2 separate regions of the Mus musculus genome follow, and region 1 is linked to region 2. A link is a contact called in public promoter capture Hi-C data. All regions are on one chromosome and are shown on one strand. The core of a region is the stretch at or near the end of the contact, and the rest is flanking DNA. Distances in the headings are between cores, read along the strand shown. Region 1 overlaps Cabin1 (calcineurin binding protein 1). Region 2 holds the start of Ggt5 (gamma-glutamyltransferase 5).

What was found. Promoter capture Hi-C pulls out the DNA fragments that hold promoters and counts their contacts.
Region 1: a contact with region 2 is called in a promoter capture Hi-C map of macrophages, with 6 read pairs. The contact joins the enhancer-like site here to the promoter of Ggt5 in region 2. A contact is called at or near these places in 16 of 39 promoter capture datasets (the 3T3-L1 cell line, 3T3-L1-derived adipocytes, the C10 cell line and 10 more), 1 of 15 datasets of contacts at CTCF or cohesin (large pre-B cells), 15 of 484 Hi-C or Micro-C datasets (CD4 T cells, CD8 T cells, LSK cells and 10 more), 7 of 115 datasets of contacts at active chromatin or transcription factors (the HPC-7 cell line, craniofacial prominence, effector CD8 T cells and 3 more) and 5 of 9 other capture datasets (adipose tissue, embryonic stem cells, liver and 2 more).

The regions. Positions count from the first base shown.
Region 1 is chr10:75,673,838-75,677,478 of GRCm38.p6, reverse strand. All of the region lies in intron 29 of Cabin1 (calcineurin binding protein 1), which reads left to right. Among named protein-coding and RNA genes, the nearest start is that of Gm40696, 21 kb to the left of the region's middle. Within about 2 kb of position 1,263, at least 82 of the 459 cell types and tissues checked have an H3K27ac peak or open chromatin away from gene starts, as enhancers often do. A contact at or near this core is called in 3T3-L1-derived adipocytes, adipose tissue, fibro-adipogenic progenitors and 6 more, where this site is marked.
Region 2 is chr10:75,587,434-75,590,829 of GRCm38.p6, reverse strand. It overlaps Ggt5 (gamma-glutamyltransferase 5), which reads right to left and starts at 1,449. Exons shown (of 12, transcript NM_011820.5): 1 at 948-1,449. The coding sequence starts at 1,120.

The DNA of each region.
Region 1 (3,641 bases), core at 14-2,513, 87 kb before region 2:
GAGTAGGCAGAGGTTGTCCTCGGGGCAGATGCTCGTGGGAGTCCATTGTTAGGAGAATGCTGTCTGTAACACCAACCCAGAGTTACCTCATCTGGAACAAGAATCTCTGGCTCTCGAAAGACATTGTCTGACATTGGTTGTGGCTTCTTCTCTTTCCCCATAACAGCTTGTCACTGAAGACAAGAGGCATAAGAATCTCTGGCTGGTAAGAACACTGGCCGGCTTCTATTCTTTACCCCTTTCCTGGTGGCTGTCACTTTTATAAGTCACTTAGCCTGATTCACTGCTTCATCGTGAGCATGGCCCAAGGTGTATAGCAAAAACTTAACTGCTATTGGGGTGAAAGAACAGCCAGTCACATCATAGTAGGAATCAGAAAAGAAGCAGGGGGAAATCTCAATTGAGGAAATGTGAGTTTCTTGGCTGTAGTTGGAATTGCTGCAATCCTGCTATTTTTAGCATTGCTGAGATGATCCATGGGCCAATTGCTCAAGCAGAGTAAACAAAAGAAACACTTGAAGTTCTCCAGGGAGAAGAAGTCCTGTTCTTGAGAATCTTAAAGGGTTAGCATGGACCCAGAGCCTGCGCCGACCTCTCTGTCTTCTCATATCCAGAGCTGCTGAACTTTCTGGAACTACACAGCTCAGACTAGGTTAGCCCAGGGTCAGGCTGGACCTCTCCCTGGGCATCACATAGAGAGGAGCTGTGAGTCTTCTGGCCTGCAAGAGGAAGCAAACCACCGGTGGGGAGGCCAGGATAAGACAGTGATAGGGCCATCGCATAGGACGCCCAGGTTGTGACTGTTAGATCTTGCCAAGCCAAGCTGCTGCAGTCATGGTTCTAATTTAAAGCAACAGAAATCAAATGTAAGCAGCTTTTAGGATGTCTTCCTGTGGTGTGAATTCTTTTCTGTCCTCCAGAGGCAGTTGTTGCCTAGAGGTACTGAGTTTTGTGTCAAGGCCAGAATGCATGGGCAGAGGAAGGGTGAGCTTTTCATTCGTGTCCTTAGTCCTAGGGCAGTGCTGAGAGAGGAAGCAAAAGTTCCCATAGATGACAGCATGACTTGTCCACGGTCATCCTGCCAGTGGGCAGCAGAGCATGGAATCAAGCCCAGGGCTCAGGAGCTATGTCCATGTCCTGTGGGCCAGCCTCTATGCCATAGTTTTTGTACAGCTGTGAGGATCACTGCTGTTTTCTCCCTTGTTGGACTGTGTGATTCATGGGTATGTCCAGTCAGCCTCAGCCCAGATCCCCTCCACTCCCAACCACTCCGCTCAGAGTGAGTGTCCAGTCAAGAGCGTACTGTCTGAGGCTTTCCCAGAGAGCATTCCTGCACAGACGTCTTTTCCTGCTGTAGATGATGTCGCTCTGATGCCTGGGCTTGGTGCTTTCAGCCTAGGCTGTACCACCAGGCCGTGTGCTGGGCAGTAGCGGGCAGCCAGGGGCAGTAGCAGGAGAGATGTGCTTGTAGGCGTGTTCCTAGTCCCTGAACAAAGTTCTCCAACTGGAATGGGTAAGGCAGAGAAGATGGCCCAGGCAAGGGCAGAGGCTGGGAGAGCTACATGGTTGTTGAGAAGCAGGGGCTGGGAACTCTGAGGTTCCACGGAAGGAAGGGGAAGTCACTCTAAGAATCCACCCTTGTAAAGCTGTGGCAGCGCTAGACTCACGTCAGAGCACTGGACATGCTGTGGCTAGACGAGGGCACAGCAGTCCACCTGTTGGCGTTGCTCCATACACGAGTATGTCCTCACAGCAGGTTACAGGCCACGGCAGTGAGCCTGTGATCCATGCCTGTGGCAGCTGAGAACCTAACGTTGCCCTGAGCTCTTTAAGGGCTTCTCTCCTCTGCTGTGCTCATTTAGGGCTTCCAACCAAGAGCTTTTGTTGGTGGGCTTACACAGAACAGGATGGGCTGGGAAGTCAGGCACCTAAACCAAGTCTACTCGGTGTGCGCGCACTGGGGAAGGACTCTGTCGTGCCCCACTTTAGACTTCCTGTCTCCGGCCCCTTTGACCTCTGTTTCTCCATCTCCAAAGGTGGGCCAATTGGATAAGGTCAGTGGTTTTCCATCTCCTTTTCCAAAAGAAACCTATTCACATAGCCAATGAAAAACAGATGCGATGGCCACTGCCCCCGCAGATGCAGGAAGGGCCAAGCTCCACCTGCTTAGCTGTGCCCTGGCAGCTCCTGAACAAAGCCCTGAAGGGCTATAGACTTCATATCTACTGTGTACCCTGCACTTACTGCTCAGGGCCAGGCCCCTCTTTCCTTGGGTAGTTTTAATTTCAACTCATTTTTTTCCCCTTCCTTTCCCTCACCCCCTGCCTCCCCTCCACCCCACTTTTCCTATTTGGAAAGTTTGACTTTTAACACAATGGATTATCATGGTGACAGGCGCTTGGGGCCAGGAACTGCCTGAGAGGGTAAGCCAAAGACTCTCAATACACAGACAGGTCTTACCCCACCTCTGCTCCCAAGAGGAAATCCCTGTCCATACCTGTCTTCATCCCACACTATAGGATGTGTAGCTGTGAGCAGCCAGCTAATGTCTGTAGGCTCAGTTTCTTCATCTGCACAGTGGACCAGACATTACTTCAGAGTTAGGTTAAAGAGCACATGAGAACAGGATACTGCTGAGTAACAGTGACATTGTGTTCAGGAGGGCAATGGTGGGGAAGGGACAGGGGTGACAAGGATCACTGATAGTGGAATGAGTGAGAGAGAGTGGGACAGATCGGGAAAGTGTGTGAAGAACTGCACAAGTTTACCTGATTCAAAATGTGGGGTGGGGTGGGGCATATGCCTGTTTGAGCACATGCATGTATGTGTCAAGTGCATGTGCCCCTGGGGAGGTCCAGAATAACTTGCAGGCCCCTTCCACCATGTGGGTCTGGGATCAAACTCAAGTTACCTTGTCAGGCTCAGCAACAAGTGCCTTGACTGACTGTGCTACTACACCAATCCAAAAACAAATTTTGATTTGTCCTGGATAAATGGTACCTGCTTGTAATTTCAGTATTCAGAAGGTTGAGTCAAAGGGGATCATGAGTTTGGAGCCAGCCAGCTAAGCTATATAGCAAAACCCTGCCTCAAAAAGCAAAATAAAATGGCAACCCTTTTTAAAAGTACTTTGTATATACATCCTAAATTAGATCAACAAAGATGAGGCCTCGTGGATCTGTAATGTAGACTTCAGTGCATCTCTGGCAAGGAACAGATTGTCTAGTGCCTTAAACACTGTTCACACTCTCTACAGGCACACCTAGTCATTGGTGACTCAGACTGGGGCTCTTGAGGCAATGAGGCAAATGAAGGCCAGTTCTGGACTCCAGGAAAGACCAGCCATTAGGGTTGGCATGGAGTTGAATTTCTGAAGCAGAATCTTCTTAGCCAGAGAGGGTCTTCCACTGCAGGCCATGCCTCAGCAATAACTGCGTGGATCAACCAGACAGTAACTGCCTTGGGCATCCAGTACGGATGCCACTGGCTATGGGGGTGAGGAGTCCCTTTATAGAAGACAGAGGATGCCTGTGTGCGAGTTCACAGTAAGGGAATGTTCCCCTCAGCTTGGAGTCCACTGTTGCATTCCTTAAATTTGAGTCCATGACTGTCTTTTTTGTTGTTGTTGTTGTTGTTGTTTC
Region 2 (3,396 bases), core at 200-2,699:
CACTTGAACCCTGACAGTGGGCTACCAGGCAGATATTCTGGGAAGGAGACCCAGATGACCAGAAAAAAGGAGAGGCTTGTCCAGGTTTCAGGGCCCCAGTGGGAGGCAGGGGACCAGGAGTGACTTCTTGCCTCAGGGTAATCCTGTGGCAGCATGGTGGGTAGCATAGGCTTCCCATGGGCTGGGTTTCCTGGAAGGTCAGGAAACAACCACTGTAGCTTCTCTCTGCCTCTCTCTCTGCCTCTCTCTCTGTCTGTCTCTCTGCCTCTCTCTCTGCCTCTCTCTCTGCCTCTCTCTCTGTCTGTCTCTCTGTCTATCTCTCTGTCTGTCTCTCTCTCCCCACTCTTCCTCTCTCTGTCTCTCTGTCTCTGTCTCTCTGTCTCTGCCTCTCTTTCTCTCTGTGTCTGTGTCTGTCTCTGTCTGTCTCTCTCCCTCCTTCCCAGCCTCCACATCAGTCACTCCACTCACCAAGGCCAGACCCTGCCACAGAGAGGGAGGTCCTGACAGCTGTAACGTGCTTTCTTATACTGGCCCTGGGACCTCCCTCTCTCTGTGGCAGGGCAGACCAATGTATGGAACCCTGAAGCCCGTTGCCCAGGTTTCTGAAAAAGGTCCAGTCTTGGTCAGAACCAGCAGGCACAAAGTCACAGGTCTCATCCAGTCTGCCTTTCCAACCAGCACTGTATAGCCGATCTTCAATAATAGACTCACACCATCTTTGCAATGCTGTCCAGAGTCCCCATCTTCCCTATGGACACACATACACCATTCTGTGCAAGGGCCCTGGGACTGTTGTAGGAAGCCAAACCACACATGGCCTTTACCCCACCGCAAGCACAGCCGGCACTCGCGTGTCCCTCTTCACACCCCCACCACAGTTACACAGTCTCCAGGCACAACCCGCTAGCTGCCAAGGGCCACTGAGCTCACACCCACTTTTTACTCACCGTCCAATATCCGAGCAGATCTTGGAGTCAGCCGCTACCGCAGCACGCGTGAAGGCACCGGGACCACAAGAGGCTTGACGAGGAGAAAGGACCGCAGCCAACACAACGATAACCAGACCTAGACCTACACCCAGCAGGACCAGGCAGACCGTGGCCCTGTGACCCCAAGCCATGGCTCAGTGGCCCAGGGACAGAGAGGGAGGCAACTGGACACACAGGGCAGTGGACAGACAGAGACAGACAAACTGACTGACAAACTGAAGGGAAAAGAAGCTACACAGGGTGATCTCAGGCTATTGGACAGAGGGGAAAGATCGATGGGTCAAGACAGACAGCCACACAGGCCAGACAACTGGACAGAAAGGATGACGGACAGCCTTACAGATAGGTGGCCAGGCAGGTTACAGAGGAGAAACAGGAAGCCAGCCAGCCTGGGTTTATGGATAGACAGACGGCAGGCTGTGGCCAGGCTGCTGCTACACTCTCCTCCAGAGGCAGAACTAGCCACAGGTCTGAACTTGCAGTTTTCAGCTCCCGAGGCTCAACCCTGGAGGCAAGCCAGGCATCTACAGGGAGTTTTTTTTTTCTTGAGAAGAGCCAGCTGCCGCTGTTAACTCTTCCATCGCCAGTTGATCCCATGGCCTGCCCTGCTGCCCCAACACCACCCAAAGACTCCTCAGTCCCAGTGCCATTGGAAATGTGATGCTTGATGCACCCAGGGGAACTGGGACATGGAACTCAGGGAACCTCTCTCACTGTTTTCCTGCCTCCCAACAGCTCAGGGTCAGGGTGTCTCCTGCAGGGTGAAACTCCATTCCCCAGCTTCCACTCCCAACTGGTTCCACCCAGGCAGCCTCTCAATGCAATCACCCAGCTGGTACAGAGATGGGGCTGAAGGTAGACCAAGGTAGCCACTCAGGACCGTGCTGTTTTAATTTTTAAAATTTTTATAGAAATGAATCTTTTAAAATATTTTAAAGATTTATTTATTTATTTATTTATTTATTTATTTATTATATGTAAGTACACTGTAGCTGTCTTCAGACACACCAGAAGAGGGCATCAGATCTCATTACAGATGGTTGTGAGCCACCATGTGGTTGCTGGGATTTAGAGTCAGGACCTCAGGAAGAGCAGTCAGTGCTTTTAACTGCTGAGCCAGCTCTCCAGCCTCGTCGGGACCGTTTTATTACAGCCTGGCACAGCCTCATCCAAACATCTGAGCATGGGGTGGGAAGGGAGTGGGCAGGCAGGCCAGATGTCCAGTGCCCTGACACCCAGTGCTGCTGACACACAGTGCTGGGACATAGTGACCCATAAACTCAACCTTAGACCTCTAAAGGACGAGGCTGCCCTGCTCAAGTGCCCTCCCTTTTTCTGCAGCTCAGAGGCCCACTTGCTGAGTCCAGAAGAACTCAGGGCTATTTCTGTGCTGGTGAGCCTCCTCCTCTGGGAGCCTGGCTTGGGTCCTATCTTTCCATGATCTCAGGATGTTCCAGTGGGAGGCAGCTGGAGCAGTGAGGACCCACCAATGTGCTCTCGTGATCAGAATTAATACATGTGCAGGGCAGAAGAGCTCTTGGTTTCAGGCCTTCCCATCATTCCTCACTCTCTTTCCACTGAGCATGCCCCCCGCCCCCATCTTCGTACCCCCCGGCTTGGCAATGCCAAAAAAAAAAAAAAAAAAAAAAAAAAGAGGCCCAGAGAGGGAATGCCCGCACTGGCCACCCATCCTGTTAAGTGTCACACCCAGAGTCCCTGCTAAGCCTGGACAAGGGAGGCTGTTTCCTGTAAGCCTGTTCCCACATCTTCCTAGAGGAAGAGGGGAGTGTCTGTGGGAGTCTTCCCCATCCCAGTTGTCCCCAACACTACAATGTCATGTCATTGCTCAACCAGGAACCAAAGCACATTCTTGAATGTAGGCCAGTCCACTCACGGGCCACTGTCCCCTAAGGCCAAAGCAGTATGGGGGGAACAAGCAGACACAAGGGTAGGTTATCTTCCCCTCCTGGTCCCTGGCTGGGACATCCTGGTCAGGCGCAGACCAGAGTTCAGAGGCAGTTCTACGGATTCTCAAGGCTTGCTATCATACTGGACTTGGCTGGGAAGGCCAGGTCTGGTGGCTCCAAAGGCCCTTATCCAGGAAGTAACATGGAAAGGCACTAGAAAGGGGATGGTCACTCAAGTCCCCAAGTCTCCAAAGAAGCTCTGGGCTATACGCAGTGGGTCTGGGAGAGCGCGGTACACTTCAAGCACCCTGGGTCCATGGAAATCTCCGGCCAGTCCAGTGGGGCATGAAACACTGATATACCATATCTTAATATATTGGCCTAGGGAATCCTGCCTTCTCCCCTTCAAATATGGATTGAGGAATGGCTGGCACCCCCCCCTTCAGCCCAGCTTCTGTGTTCCCCAAGGAGCCCCAGAGATAGAGAGCTTTAGAGCTCAG